Linked DNA regions of Oryctolagus cuniculus: regions 1 and 3 are each linked to region 2. The links are chromatin contacts, called in public Micro-C maps. All regions are on one chromosome and are shown on one strand. Each heading gives the region's core, a stretch centred on a gene start, on an enhancer-like site or on the middle of the called end of the contact. The rest is flanking DNA. Distances are from core to core; before and after follow the strand shown. Region 1 holds the start of VCPIP1 (valosin containing protein interacting protein 1). Region 2 holds the start of CSPP1 (centrosome and spindle pole associated protein 1). Region 3 holds the start of ARFGEF1 (ARF guanine nucleotide exchange factor 1).

Region 1 (4,387 bases), core at 1,604-4,103, 360 kb before region 2:
TCACCATGCTGTAAAGGAACTGGTTCCTTTTCCATCCCTGCCTGTGGTGGCATTAACTCTTTAGGAGGAAAACCATATCGAATACACTGCAAATATGGAGGAATGTTGAATTCTCTGGCTATACTTTCCTGAAGTTCAAAAAAGGTTGTTGAAGATTTAAGTGTAACCATGGACTGCCGCCCATCATTAGTTGTTATTCGGATCTTCTTCTCCTTAGAAGTTGTAGGTGAATAAGGAGCCTTGGTGGGGGTGGCAGGTGCAGAGGATGGGCCATCACGAATGGTACTGGGAGAAACAGTCCTGGGATGCCCTTTTGGTTCTTGTTTTAACTTCTCCGTTTTCCGTTTCTGCATTGCAGAAGCCTGTTCCGTAATATTCTGTTGAATAGTTCTTTCAGTTTTACTCATGTTTAACTCCTCTTTGTGTAAAGTTTTTGTTTTCTGTCCAGTAAGTATAATTTTAGTTGGGAGCTGAGACTCTGATTCTTGTCCTTGTGCATCTCCAACTCTTTGGGCATGAGCACCATCTATATTTACAGGGGTATAATCATCAGGATTCTTTTTGGCAGTCTGATGCAATATAGTATGGACAACTTTCTGAACTAGGATTTCACTCCCAAATTCACCTGGAAAGTGCTTGGTAACAAGTTTCATTGCAACATCATAAACATTACTATTCAAAGATGAATCACTTTCATACTGGAACCAATATACTGTTTCTCTGACCACTCTTCCACCCCATTCCAAAGTAATAGGAAAAGCTTCTGGTAGATTGTCATACTCTTTCCCATCCCAAAAGTGTTTGAATCCACAACCACATTTGCCACCAGTGGACCTAGAATTAGTTCTGTCTCCATCCAAATACACAATAGACCCATCTCCTCTGACCCTCCGCACAGATGTGCCATGGCACCAATTACAAGCTGTTAGATTACTCAATCCATAGTCTGGTACCAGAACATCTTTCACTGTATCGTATGAGCAGACCAAATTGTTCAAGGGAAAGCTGTAATTTTTGTCAGGCCTCAGCTGTCCGTGAGTGCTTTTTGCCAGGTTATACAGTTTCCCTCCTGGAGCCAACCACTCTGGAGGAACATGAAGTTCAGAAAGGGCACCACAGAGCAAACATTTGTGAAGGCGATTATCCATTACTGCTTTTTTAGCAGCTGCTGTAACTTCTTCGGGCTGAACTCCTATCACCCCAGTCCTCCTGTAGAAATACTGATGGACATCAGCAACCAAACTAGGATGGATACCATGTTTGTCCATAAAGACTTCTTCCATAGCAGCAACAAGCCTAAGTAAGTACTTATCTTGCAAACTTCTGTCTCCTCCAATAACACAACCACCATCATCCTCAAGTTTTATGTACTTTTTGATAAGGTCCTGAGGCACACCCCATGCTTTAGGTAGTAAATTCATAGGCAGTTTGGGCAAAGCAGCCCCTTTTATGCCCACCAAGGGGATATAATGGTTTCTACCAGAACTACTCCACGCAATACAGATTGGTTTGTTCAAGTGACCATCTCTCCCAGTGCACTTCTCTGCTGGGATGAGTCCAGGCAGAAAGGTGGCTGAATAATCGCCAGAGCTTCTCATACCACTGAGGGAATCTAACAGAATAATGGGACGATGTAACACATTCGCAAGGCCAAATATGTGGATGTTCCTCAGACCCAAAGGAACACCCTCAGGTGGTACAAACAGAGGGTCACACTCATTGATAATGTCCTCCCACTCAGCAGCATCGATGAAGTCATGGAACAGGGCTTGGTATCGGGCCAAGTGCTGCTGAAAGTGCTGCTTCAGATTCTCTCTCAAGGCATGCCAGAAAAGCTCCCGGCCTACCAGCGCACGAGACACAGCATGCACCAGGCAGTGTCCATCCCCGTCCACATGCACTGGAATGAGGCATTCCTGACTTTTATTGGCCCGCTTGATGTCCTCAAGAGTGTCATGCAAATACAGAAGGCTTCCAGAGCGGTCCTTGCCATAGCCCACCGTGTTCACATGTTCTGGTTCTATGAGGAAGGCGCGGTCACCCAGTAAAGCGCAATCGAACAGTTCCCCTTGGTTCATGTCCCGGAGAAGCTTGGCTCGGCCTGTCTGTTTGTCCATGCCATAGCGAGCTAATATGGGCGACAACAATTTGCAGTGGTAGTTGGAAAGGCCCATCACCTTTACCAGTTCCGTGTTCTTCTTGGGTGCCCCCGTCACCCCGAGCAGCGCGTTCCGCAGCAGGTTGTGCAGCACCACGTCCGGGTCGGTCACCTCTTCCACCCCCAGCAGCTGTTGCTGCTCGTGCCGCTGTCCGCACTCGGTACACTCGATGCTGACAGAACCGGAGGCCGGGAAGAACAGACGCGCCTGGCACTTTGGATCCGGGCAGCTCCCGGAAAGGATTCTCCGGTCCCTCCGCTTCGAGAGCCCCCCCGGAGCTATCGCCGCCGCCGCCGCCAGAGACGACGGAGTCTGCGGAGCTTCAGGGGGTGGAGGTGGCGGCGGCAGCGGAGGCGGCGGCGGCGGCTGAGACATAGCTCTCGGCTCTCGTGTCTCGCTCCGCGTCCCAAGCGACCCTCAAAGGCTCATAGCCCAGACCCCCACCAGCCGGACTCGCGTCTAGTCCAGGCCCAGGGCGAATCACTTTCCTTTCCCTACCAGCTCCTCCTCCTCCTCCTCCGAAGCGAAGGCGGAAGCGCCGGACGTTGTGTCTCTTCTTACTTCTCCACTGCCGTTGCCCCGAACGTAACGGCCACCACCCCACCCCGCACTCACACTCACTCACTCTCGCTCTCTCTCCCTCAGAGACACAGACATACACGCCCTCACTGAGAGTGCGCAGGCGCAGCTTCCGCTCTGCCCTCTGGGAATTAGAGTCTTTTGGCCTCTCTCTTGGCTACCGAGCGCTAAGAGCTTGGGTCCAGAAGAAACTACAAATACCGTGAGACCTAGCGGCCCAGCGCCCGTGGAGAAGAGGAAGAGGAAGGCTGAGGAACGGGGGCAGAGAGGAAGCTGGTGATGTCGCGTTGCCTCCCGGGAGTTGTAGTTTTAACTAGCTCTCCTTTGTCGGTTTCCCCACTCTGTGGCCAAAACAAGTGAGTCCGAGAGACCACATTTCCTAGGATGCCCTGCGGTGCGTCCAGTTGCGCTGCCCTCTTAGGCGGAGGAATGATGTAGGGAAGCTTGATAAAAACAAGAGTTAAAGGAATAGGTGTCGGACGAGAGGGTCTGAAGTTCGCGACGGCTAGAAAGGGAGGGGAGTGGAAAAGCCGTCGGTACAGAAGGTACAGTAAATAAGTGTCCAGGGATAGGGCGGTCTGGGAAGTTGATTGAAACGGCCTAGGCCGGGCTGGAGGACGTAAGAAAACGGGGGGAAAGAATTTGATGCTTGAGATATCTTCTAACGTCTTTTTTCTGCCCCACTTCTCCACTCTGATTTCTACCGCTATACCAAGCCAACGAGGCGCCGGAGCCCCCATTTCTTTCTCCCCTTACTCTAGCGGAGGTCACTGGGGCGCCATTTGGTTTCACGCTCCCTGCTTGTATCTGCGGTTTATCACACAAGTGACAATACCTTGGATGTGCACAGGGTCTGTGTACCAGCTATACTTTCATTTGCTATACTTTCATTTTTAACTAGCTATATTTTAATTTGCTCCTTACAGCTCTGCCACCTCCCTGTGAATATTGACAGCTGTCGTTTGTTCTTAATATGTGCCTTGCGCAGCATTTCTATATTCGATATCATTTGATTTTCATAATGACCCTCTCCGAAAACTAATCCAGGAAAAAAAATGATTCGTTGAAGTTCACGCAGCCGTGAAGTGACTGGATAGGCATCCAGACCTCAGTCTGGATTTTGCAGGTAGGGGCCCAGGCAGGAGAGGTAAACCCAATATTATGTAGAATTAGTAACTCACATTCAGTTACTGCTGCTTTATAGTTTACATCATACGTTCACATATGTTTGATCCTCACACCAGTCCTGGAATACCTTTACCAGGTACTGTTGTCATCACTTACAGTTAGGGAAACTGAGATTAGAAGGAATTAAATGAGTTGTCCAAAGGCAAGGTCCCAGTGTGAACTGGAGCCCAATCCCAATTACTTTTTACATTACTTTCTACGACACAGCTGTTACACCTGACATTTTGCTGGGCTTCGGGGTAGGTAACCACCTTTGTTTTATTATTTGGGTTTGAAAACTGCCTCTTCTTGCAAAATAGTTCATATATTACTAGAAAACCAGTGTTATTTTAGTTGTTATCATACAGTCAGCCTCCTTCAGTTATTCTGGAGAGTCTTGCTTTCTGGAACTTCAATATCACCTTAGATAAGGGGACTATCTCACAATTTCTGAAACTTTTGGAACACAATAGAGACACAAG
Region 2 (4,767 bases), core at 1,151-3,650:
TGGAAGTAGCAATGAGTTCAAGAGACTTTTCCTCTGTTGATTTGCAATGATCAAATATCTGATTCTAATACTGGATGGATGGCTGTGTTTAACTATTCTTAGGCCTAACCTTTTGGTCTAATGGTTAAAAGAATGTGGGCTCTGACATCTATCTGCCTATGTTTGACTCTTGCACTGCCATTCCTTAGCTGTGACATTAGGACAACCTCTTAATGTCTGCGTGTCTCACATTACATTGCTTAGGGTAAGCGGGACTAGTTCAGAGTCATTAGGATGAAATAAAATGAATGAAATAATAAAGTGCCTAGCTTTAGTGTCTGATCCAAAGTAAAACCTTAATAATGCTATCTGTTTTTAGCATTATTAATTTCTGTTACAGTATTCTCAGTACTCTGAAACAACAATATTTTGAAAGATGTGGCTTTCCTCTGTAATATCAGCCTCAAAATTAAAAAGTGTCTCTAATATCCTTAGCTGTCCCATGATCACTGTTCTTGAATTTGTCAGTGGTGGCTGTGAGTCAACTTTTAAGTAAAACTATATTTTGGTCTGACTGATGCAGCCCAAGACAGCTAGGAGGGATATAATTAGAACTACTGTGAGACAGTGTAACAAAGTGATGGCTTCCAAATATCTAACAGAGGAGGTCAACCTAAAATGTACAGCTGCTATAGAAGTCGACAACCAGGCAACCTAACCAGCCTGTACGCTGTACAGAGTGGTTAGTTGGTGTTTCTGAGCTAAATGTTTGCCCAGAGAAAAGCACAGAAACTTAATTCCCAACCTTTGCCAGATTTCACAAGCTGAAAAACACAGAGGCTTGGTGTTGGAAGTTAAGATACAAATTAAAATTGTGTTCTAACGGGAAAAGAAAAAAGATAACTGTTATTGTGCTCCTATTACATTGCCTCAATGTGATCATGAGGTATTTGCTTGTTTCCTTACTTGAAAAAACGAATGAAAGTACAGTACTGGGTTGTCATGATGATTAAAATGACAAATGCAGATCCCTAACTCAGTGTTTGGCCCATGTTGAGTTATCAGTAAACACTGCTGCACCTAACTGACAGTTAAAGCTAGGCTTGTAAAAGACGGTGTGGCAGGAAGTATGTCCTGGGCTTGCCACAGCTCTCCTTTGTATCTATTAAACAGTTTTCTTTTACTCTCTTTTTACTCTTTCCCCAACAAAAGTCTTCTTTTGGTAAAGGATAAATGTTATGGATTAATAATCCTTGACTTGTCATCACTCCCAGGGATGCATGAATTTTGCTAAGGGGTAAGAGCCTTAAGGTCTATTTTTTAATCTCAGACTTAGGTGACACTGGTGGAGTAATATTTTAGAAATTGGTTAGAGGCTGACTGTGCCTCTGAAATAATTACCAGCAATCAAAGAACTACTACAGATCTCTAAAAAGATGGCTCACAGCTATCTGCAAGACAGGTGAGCTGCTGACTCAATTTCTGAAAAGAGCTGCGGTTCCCGTCAGGGACCAGCTGAAGGCCCCAACAAGGTGTAGTCCACACAGGGTTCAAAGCAGATACTGGCAGATATAATAATCAGGATGTTGAAAAGTGATAACCTAAATCTCTGCTTGCTGTTCATCCCTTACATCCTCCAGAGGCAAAAGAGTTAACAGACAGAACGGGCAAAGCAGGCCGCAGCGGAGGAGCATACACTACACGTGCGGGGATGAAGGTAGATCAAATTCTGTTTCAGGTGCATAATCTCTCCTGGACCATGAAAAGCCAAGCCGTCCACCCACTCCAATTCCCACTCCCCCACCCTCGGGTCTCTCAAACTCTAACCACCCCGTCCCTCCCCTGCGAGTCTCCAGGGACCTCCTCACTCCTTAGTCCAGGGCTTCGCCGCCAGGATTTCTTGCTGCTGTTTTTTGTCGTATTTGTAGATTTCATCGATGCTCTGGGCTTCCTGCATGTTGTTGGCCAATTCCCAGGTTTTCTGGGCCATACCGCTCCCGGACGCCGCCATCGCCGAGGAATCAGAGAAGCTTTCGCTTCTACGGCCGAGACGCAACTTTACTTTTCTAGCTCCCTGGGTGTGGGTTTTGGACCCTTCCCACCACAGGTGCAAACTCTTCCTAGACTCTCGAGGCAGCCATGACACCTAGAACCGGAGGTGAAGTTGGTACGGACCATTCGGGGATGGAGGGGGCTGTTAGGAGAAGCGACGATAAATCGGTAGTTAGTGTAACAGCTGTGGCAAGGGGAATATTAATGTGGGTTAAATGAGAACATATCGTCTTGGAAAACTGTATCTATGAAATAGGGCAAACACAATCATTTGCCATGGGAATGGTATAGCCTTTCACAACGGAAGAAGGGCACGTTAACGTTATGCCAGAAACTGCCGTGGCCTCTTAGTTAGTACTGCGCAGGCGCATTTTCCGCCATATTAAATGTGGGCGGAGCTGCAAGTTGGGCAGAGGAAAGTGTTTTCGTGTGGGTGTAGCTGTCTTAGATGGAAAGTTTCTTGAAAGACTAGGAAAAAAATAAAAAGGATGTCTGGAGAAATTTAAATGTAAGTACTGGATTTTGGCTGCGAGGAAGATAAATATGGCATCCTGTTTTGCTTCCAAGTGACCCAGTACACATGCGTAGAACTGCGGGCTCGTGGATTTCAGGTGGGCGTTTTCTAGCGCTCGCGGGAGGCGGCAAAAGCGAGTGAATTGTTACGGTTTTATCCTGTGACGTAGACGTTTCATGTCCCTACATTTATTATGAGCTGTTAGTGATGCAAATGTCCAATACTCAGTTCTCATGAGTTAAGTCTGCAGCGCTTAATAGCCTGGACGGAGTTAATCTCAGCAACCTTTTTGTTGCCTCCCGTTGATACTATGTTTGTTTCCTGTGTTTGGTTTACGTGTTTTTCCCTCTCTTCTCCGTCCGCACTAGATTCTGCGTTTAAAGACGCAGGGACCAGTTCTGTGCTCTTTGTTTTATTTCTAACACCTGGGTGTTAGGGATAAAGATCTTTTTGCTGGAAAAAAAGAAAACATCGCAGCTCTTCATAACCTAGTCCCTACGCACCTCTCCAGTTCCATCTCTCTTCAGTTCCCCCTTGAAACCTTTCTTTCCAGTAGTGCCATTCCCCACACTTGGACTTAGCACAACAGTACTCGGATGTGGTCAGCGTTGCTTGATTAACACGCGCTTCCCTGGCTTTTCTGCCTGCGAGCTCATATTAATCTGAAAGCACAGTTCTGAGGTCTGTCTTCACTCTCCAGGACCATTTCTTCCACGGTGTCTCCAAGTCTGTAAGACAGGTACTTCTTAACTCGCATTGTGTTGTAATTATGTACGAGTATCGGTTTACATGGAGGTTTCTTTTTTTCAGAGTTCAGGATACCTCGCACTGCCTTGAATCCTCCACTCCTAGTAGGGTGCGTGGCAGATCGATAGAACAAATAGAAAATTAGGGTTATGGAATCCACACCACAGTCTGCGGTTTTGACATTTTCAGCTTAAAATTTGCCTTTAAAGTCGACTTGCAAAGTAAGGATAAATTAGGGCCCCTAGGAGACATTAGCATTCTTAGTTTCTTGCGAAGTCAAAAAATCTTTTTCAGTGGGAGCATTTGATTACTTAGTATTGGTGTGAATTGAATTACACGTTGAAAATGGTATTGAAAGCCCGGGACTTGCGCTGACCAGACTCCTGGCTTAGGAGAGTGTGCCATTGGTATTCTTCTTACTGCCTCTACCTTCCCGGACCTCAGACTCAGGCTGTCCTCGGATCGACCGCGGAGTGGTGGGTTGGAAAGCAGGAATTAATTCAACCTGGGAAGCGACTCCCAAGGTTTAACAAAACCCTGGGCGCAGGTGGGTGGCTGTGCGTCCTCCGGGAAGGCAGGGGGCGCCCTCGGTCGCGCGGTCCTCTTAAGCGGCCGCTCCGGAGGCGGGGCTGCGCCTGGCCGTTGGCGAGAGGCGGGCAGAGGGCCCAGCTTGAGAGGCGGAGTCCCGGCCGGCTTGACTGTGACAGTGTTCGCGCGCCAGGAGGCCGCGGCCACCTCTGGGAACCGCTAAGAACCTTAGTAGGACGCTGTGCGTCTCCCAAGACGCGAGCCTGCTGGTCTGAGTCAGCTGACCGCAGGTGGGGAGCAGGCACGGCAGGGTGAGGCCTAGGGTGAGGTGGAGGTGAGGGTGTCCGGGCTGGATTCGCGGACCTGGGGCGAGGGGCTGGCGGCGACCCGGCCGGCAGCGGTGCCCGAGTTACAGGGGCCGGGCGGTGAGGGGGTTTTTGCCGGGCGAGGGGCTCGTCTCGGGCCTGCGGAGCGGGACGGGGGAGGCAGGTAGGTAGTCGAGCTGGCGGCGGTAAGGAGGTTACATGGGTTGGAGGTGAGGGTTCCCTGCCAGCGGGGTCTCGCGGCAGCCGGTCCGGGGCGGTGGCTGGGGTGCAGGGATGGCAGTTCCTTGTGGCTGGGGGCCTCGCAGTTCCCCAGCCCGGGGGCGGTGCGTTGGTGAGTCTGGAGTTGCTCGCCTCTGCGGTCGCCCCTGCCTCCTCGGGTGCTGTTGGGAGCCGGTTGCCTGACAACGCCTTGACGCTTCCCAAAGGGTCGGAAGTCCCGAACTCCCGGAGGGAAGCGGTGCCTCGGCTCCCCTGAGCCTTCCCTCCCCGATGGCGGGGCCCCGGCTGCTCTGCTAAGCCTCCCGGAGCGTCTTTCCTCCTCCACGGTGCTGGGGAATGTTTAACCTAGGAGTGCTTGTACGCCAAAGCACTGTTCGCAGTGATTTGCTTTGCAGGTGGAAT
Region 3 (4,764 bases), core at 343-2,842, 300 kb after region 2:
GTTCGGATTTTCCCTGCTGCCGGTTTCATTATACTACATATCTTCGGTCTGACTATAAATCACAATTGAAGCTTAAGAGCAGCTGCCACTGTCCAGACATGTGGCTGGTGGGTGTCATTGTCTTTTTTTCCTTTTCCCCGTTTCGAACCCTCGCTTCCCCTGTCACCTACAGCCTGTTTCTCCGAGGGCTCCTTCCTTCCCCGCCTGCACACCGCCACCCCCACCCCTTTAACCTCTGGTCTTGCTCTTCCAGGTCAGCCCAGTCAGAGACAACATTACTCTATGTTTTTCCTGTGGCGGAGGCGGAGAGATGTCGGAACGGGCTGCACCTCCTGCAAACCCTTCTCCAGACTGTCAACAAGGGAACAACTTCAGCCTCTCTTCCCAAAGTACCACGCCAGACGATAAAGTTACTGCAATTACGATACGGAAGCCTTCCCACGCCCAATCTTGACATATCGGCCCCACCTCAATTTCCAAGCTAATAAACAACGGCTCATCTTCTGCTTCATCACAAAGGCTGGTATCGTGTCCGCTCCGCACGGCACACCGATAAAATGCCTCCCTCTGTGCTTCTCCTTCTCCTCGCTCTCTCTCTAAGTCGATCCCCCGAACCCAAGTGCCCTGCGATCCTAAAACCTGCCCGCGTCCCCCGAGCCCAGCTCTAACTGCCCTTCCTCCTCCACCCCGCCTCTGCCCCAAATCCAGCTGAGTTCCTGTCAACTCCAGCCAGGTAGCAGGGAACTCCGCCAGGGCTGCCCGAGGTCGGCCTGCCACGTCCGCCCAAGGCAAGACCCCCCGCGACCCCAGCTCCGCCGCGCCGGCTCCCGCACCCCCCGGGCCTCAGCCCCGCTCACCTAACGCCACCTCGCAAGCTTTGCGCAGCTGGGAGTGATGCGCCTTCTTCACTTCCTTGTCGGCCAAAATCTTCTCCAGGGCCCGGGTCAGGAACATGTTCTTCGTCTTCTTCCCCTCATACATGGACGCGGAGAAGGAGGCGGCGGCGGCTCGTCCGACCCGCGGCTCCCAGCGGCTGGAGGGGAGGAGGAGGGGACGGAAGAGAAGAGAGAAAGGAGAGGGGGTGGCGGTGGGAGAGAGGAGGCGTGGAGGGCAGCGGCAGGATCAGGAAGGGGCGGGCGAGCGGGAGCGGCCGCCGTGCTGGCGAGGGGCGTCGAGGTCCTCGCCGCCCGTCGAGAGGCCGCCCGTCGAGGGCTGCGTCCGTCTGGCCTCTGCTCCCAGCCCGGGGTGGGGTGGGGGGGTCGCTTCTCGGCCGCCCCTCTCACTGGTCTTTCCGACCCGCGGCGTGGAGGGTGCTCTGCCCGGGCGGCCGTCTGCTGGGGGCCGAGGGCCGAGGCGTGGCGGCGGCGGTGGCTCAGAGGCCCGGCAAGAGCAGAGCGACTCTGGCGACTATGGGGATTAGCACCCGCCGCGGCCGCGAACTGGCCTCCATCACCGCCGACCTGCCCCGGCCGCCATGTTGGGAGGAAACGACGCGTCACGCAGCGGCCGAACGGCTGCAGAGGAGGAAGCAGCGACGGCGGCGGCGGCGGCACTGCCAGCCCAGAGCTGCCGCGGCGCCGGCAGGCGGGGGACGGAGGGCGGCGCGGGAGGAGCGGCCCGAGCCGCAGCGCTACGGCGGCCCGGCGGGGCCTCGCCGCCTCCCGCGTTTGCCTGCAGGGCGGCGAGGGGCGTGGCCGGGCGTCCTGCGGCGCGGAGCGAGGCGCTTCGGGCTCCTCCCCGCGGCTGTGCTGCGGGACCCAGCAGAAGGGGACCTCTCGGCGTCCTGTTCGCGTCTGGCGAACAGCACGCCGGGCTCTGCTGCACCCCTTCCCTGACTTTCTGGGGATCCCAATCGGTGGGAGCGCAGTCCCTTCTGTTCCGGGGATTTCAGAAACACGCGCATGGCTCACTCTCAGCCGCACTGGATTTCCACCTGCCGCGCTCGACTCTAAATTTCCTTCCCAGGTGCGCCAAATCGCTGTCCAGGACCGAAACCTCTGATTACCTCAAGGAGGATTCTCCCTGGGGAAAAGTAAGCAAAAAGCAGTTGACAAGGATTCAGTCATGTTTCACTTGATTATCGGTAGGATTAATCGGTCACCTCTAGATTTCAGATTACAGATTTCTGACCGAGGTCCCTCGGAGACTTGTATTTCCGTGTCTTTAATACTAAGGTTCGGTCCTCGATATGAAAACCAGTTTCAGAATGCCACAGCACCGAGCGAACAGATTTAACACAGTGCGAACAGATTTAACACATATGACTGTGTGTCTCCTTTAGTCCCAAAGAGTTCAGATTTCAACTGTTTCTTTCTGAGCAGAAAATTATAAATGCCATAAAAGTATATGCAGATAGTTTACGTTCCAAACTACTGTGTTGTTTTGTCAGCACAGACTACGAGCCCCTAATCCTTAGCATGTGTCTCACCCTGTTCCATTAAGATTTCCTTGACTATGGACTTGTCCTAATGCAACCGTCCAAACCCAAGGGGACTGAGAAGTGACAAGATTTGGACTAGGGTAAATGCCACCGAGAAGGAAAATGGAAAACTTGTAAGTGACTCTGAATTAAAGGAGACAAATAGATCAACTTTTTAAACTTTATCTTCCTCAGAAACATTCATGTATTTTAAAGAGTATCTCCAGATTCCTGGAAATTGGAGATTTATCATATTCCTAAATAAGACATATATACACTCTAATAGATTACAAACTTTTTGAGAACCAGCTGAAATTCTAATTTTTTTGTTTCTTCATAATCCCAGTGCAGTGCCAGGTACTGTTTAGGGTGCTAGCTGATCATTCAGTCTAGCACAGAGGCGCACCACATTCCTCAGCCTCCCTACAGTTAGGTGTAGTCATCCAGTCTTACATCTTTTGAAAATAAAAAATAAAAATAGGAGTGGCTATGTGACTTAGCAATTAAAACAGTTAAGATGCTGGTTAGGATGCTCATGTCTCACATCAGAGAAACTGGCTTCCATCTCCAGTTGCTGAATCCAGCTTCTGCATAGGGCCATTTGAATATTGGTAACATCATTTGCGGGCCATACAAAATTATCAACTTGAATATTAGCCTGCTATAGATTTGTTGAATTTTGAGTCCTGCCTGTGGATGCCTTGGCAGGGCCAGACCCAATCATTTCGTGAGCCTTACAGGGCCAGTGGGCCAGATGTTTGCATCCCTATAGGCAGTGGTGTTGCCTCAAGTAAATAGGTTCCTACCACCCATCTAGGAGACCTGGATGGCATTCCCAGCTCTCACCAATTGCAGGCATTTGGGGAGTGAACCAATGGAATGGGAGTTCTCTTTCTCTCTCTGCCTTTCAAATAAATTTTTAAAAAAGAAAACTCCCACAAGCAGATTTTCTTGTTTTTTTCCCCTTTCATGGTCACATACTAAAAAACAACCAACCAACCAACCAACAACAACAACAACAACAAAAAACACACTTTAGGAGAGTTTAGACCCCTGAATTAGCGTTGGAGAATTATACATCCATTAGCATACCTGTTTTGGACTTTACATGAACAAAGTAAACTCTTCAATTATGTTTAGCAGCTAGCTTTATCCTAAATAACACACTTTGGGCCCATTAATGAATAATACAGAGATCCCTGCCCTTAAGAAGCTCACATTCTACCTCATAGTTCTGCATCCATCCACCTTTTACTATACTGCTGGGATGGAGAAGGTCTTTGGTATAAACTCAGTGAATATAAGCTTGGATAAATGAAAAACACTGGGCCAAGTCAAGCATGATACTTTTGTAGAACATTCCGTATATGGTAGAAGAAAAGGCGTTAAACAAATAAATCAGTACTGAATATGTAATTTTAATGTGTTAAGAACAATTTTAAAAAGTGCTCTGAGGTATTCTTTAGATTTCTAGATTCAGCGATGCCTTCCTTGAAGAAATGACATTTAAATTGAAACCTGGAGGAAAATTGAAATTATCCAAGCTAAGCCCATGAAGAACTTTCCAGACAAAGTCTCTTGGGATTCAGAAAGTTTGGCAAGTTTCAAGAAACAAAATAAAGCAGTGTGGCTGAAAGTTAGAATAAAGAGGGAGCTAGGAACCAGATCACACAGAACCTGGCAGGCCACATTAAGATTTTAGGTTTATTTTTCCTAATGGCAATGGGATTCAGTGAAAGGTTTTAAGTAGGGGATGAAGTGATCAAAATTAGTGTCATAAAAAAAAATCCGGAGACTGGTGCTGTGGCATAGTGGGTAAAGCCGCTGTCTGCGACACCAGCATCCTTTATGGGCTCCGGGCTTGAGTCCTGGCGAATCCACGTCCAGTCTAGCTCCCTGCTGATGCACCTGGGAAAGCACCAGAGTCTGGCCCCGGGGTATAGAGCAGTGCATCCACATGAGAGACCCTGAGGAAGCTCTTGGCTTCAGTCTGGCCCAGCTGTGGATGTTGGGGCTATTTGGGGAGTGAATCTGTGGAGGGAAGATCTCTATATGTTTCTGTCTATATAACTCTGTCTTTCAAATAAATAAATAAATAAATGTTTTAAAACTAAGACTCCCTCTGTTGCATAGAAAATGTGTGAGAGGATGTGTGCGCAACAGTGAGAACTTGATTACAACAGAGCAGGATGGCGAAGGCTGCAGCCCGGAGCCTCCAAGCAACTTTGTAGTGAGCAGGCCCTGCAGAGGGGGAAGAGGTACTGAGGTCCAGCCCAGCATCTGTCCAAAGAGCTCTTTTTTTTTTTTTTTCTAATTTGCATAAACGTTAGAGCAGCAGTGGTGGT

What was found. Hi-C and Micro-C count contacts between places; a contact is called where the count stands out from the background.
Region 1: a contact with region 2 is called in a Micro-C map of ear pinna, with 5 times the contacts expected there. The contact joins the promoter of VCPIP1 here to the promoter of CSPP1 in region 2. A contact is called at or near these places in 2 of 6 Hi-C or Micro-C datasets (ear pinna and an unstated tissue).
Region 3: a Micro-C map of ear pinna shows a contact between it and region 2, with 4 times the contacts expected there. The contact joins the promoter of ARFGEF1 here to the promoter of CSPP1 in region 2. A contact is called at or near these places in 2 of 6 Hi-C or Micro-C datasets (ear pinna and an unstated tissue).

What each region holds. Positions count from the first base shown.
Region 1 is chr6:92,321,641-92,326,027 of mOryCun1.1, forward strand. It overlaps VCPIP1 (valosin containing protein interacting protein 1), which reads right to left and starts at 2,854. Exons shown (of 3, transcript XM_008255594.4): 1 at 1-2,854. The coding sequence starts at 2,534. It overlaps LOC103348039 (a long non-coding RNA gene), which reads left to right and starts at 3,077. Exons shown (of 3, transcript XR_516494.4): 1 at 3,077-3,283.
Region 2 is chr6:92,681,938-92,686,704 of mOryCun1.1, forward strand. It overlaps CSPP1 (centrosome and spindle pole associated protein 1), which reads left to right and starts at 2,401. Exons shown (of 25, transcript XM_070075132.1): 1 at 2,401-2,539. It overlaps COPS5 (COP9 signalosome subunit 5), which reads right to left and starts at 2,355. Exons shown (of 8, transcript XM_008255620.4): 1 at 1,840-2,355.
Region 3 is chr6:92,978,516-92,983,279 of mOryCun1.1, forward strand. It overlaps ARFGEF1 (ARF guanine nucleotide exchange factor 1), which reads right to left and starts at 1,593. Exons shown (of 39, transcript XR_011389118.1): 1 at 858-1,593.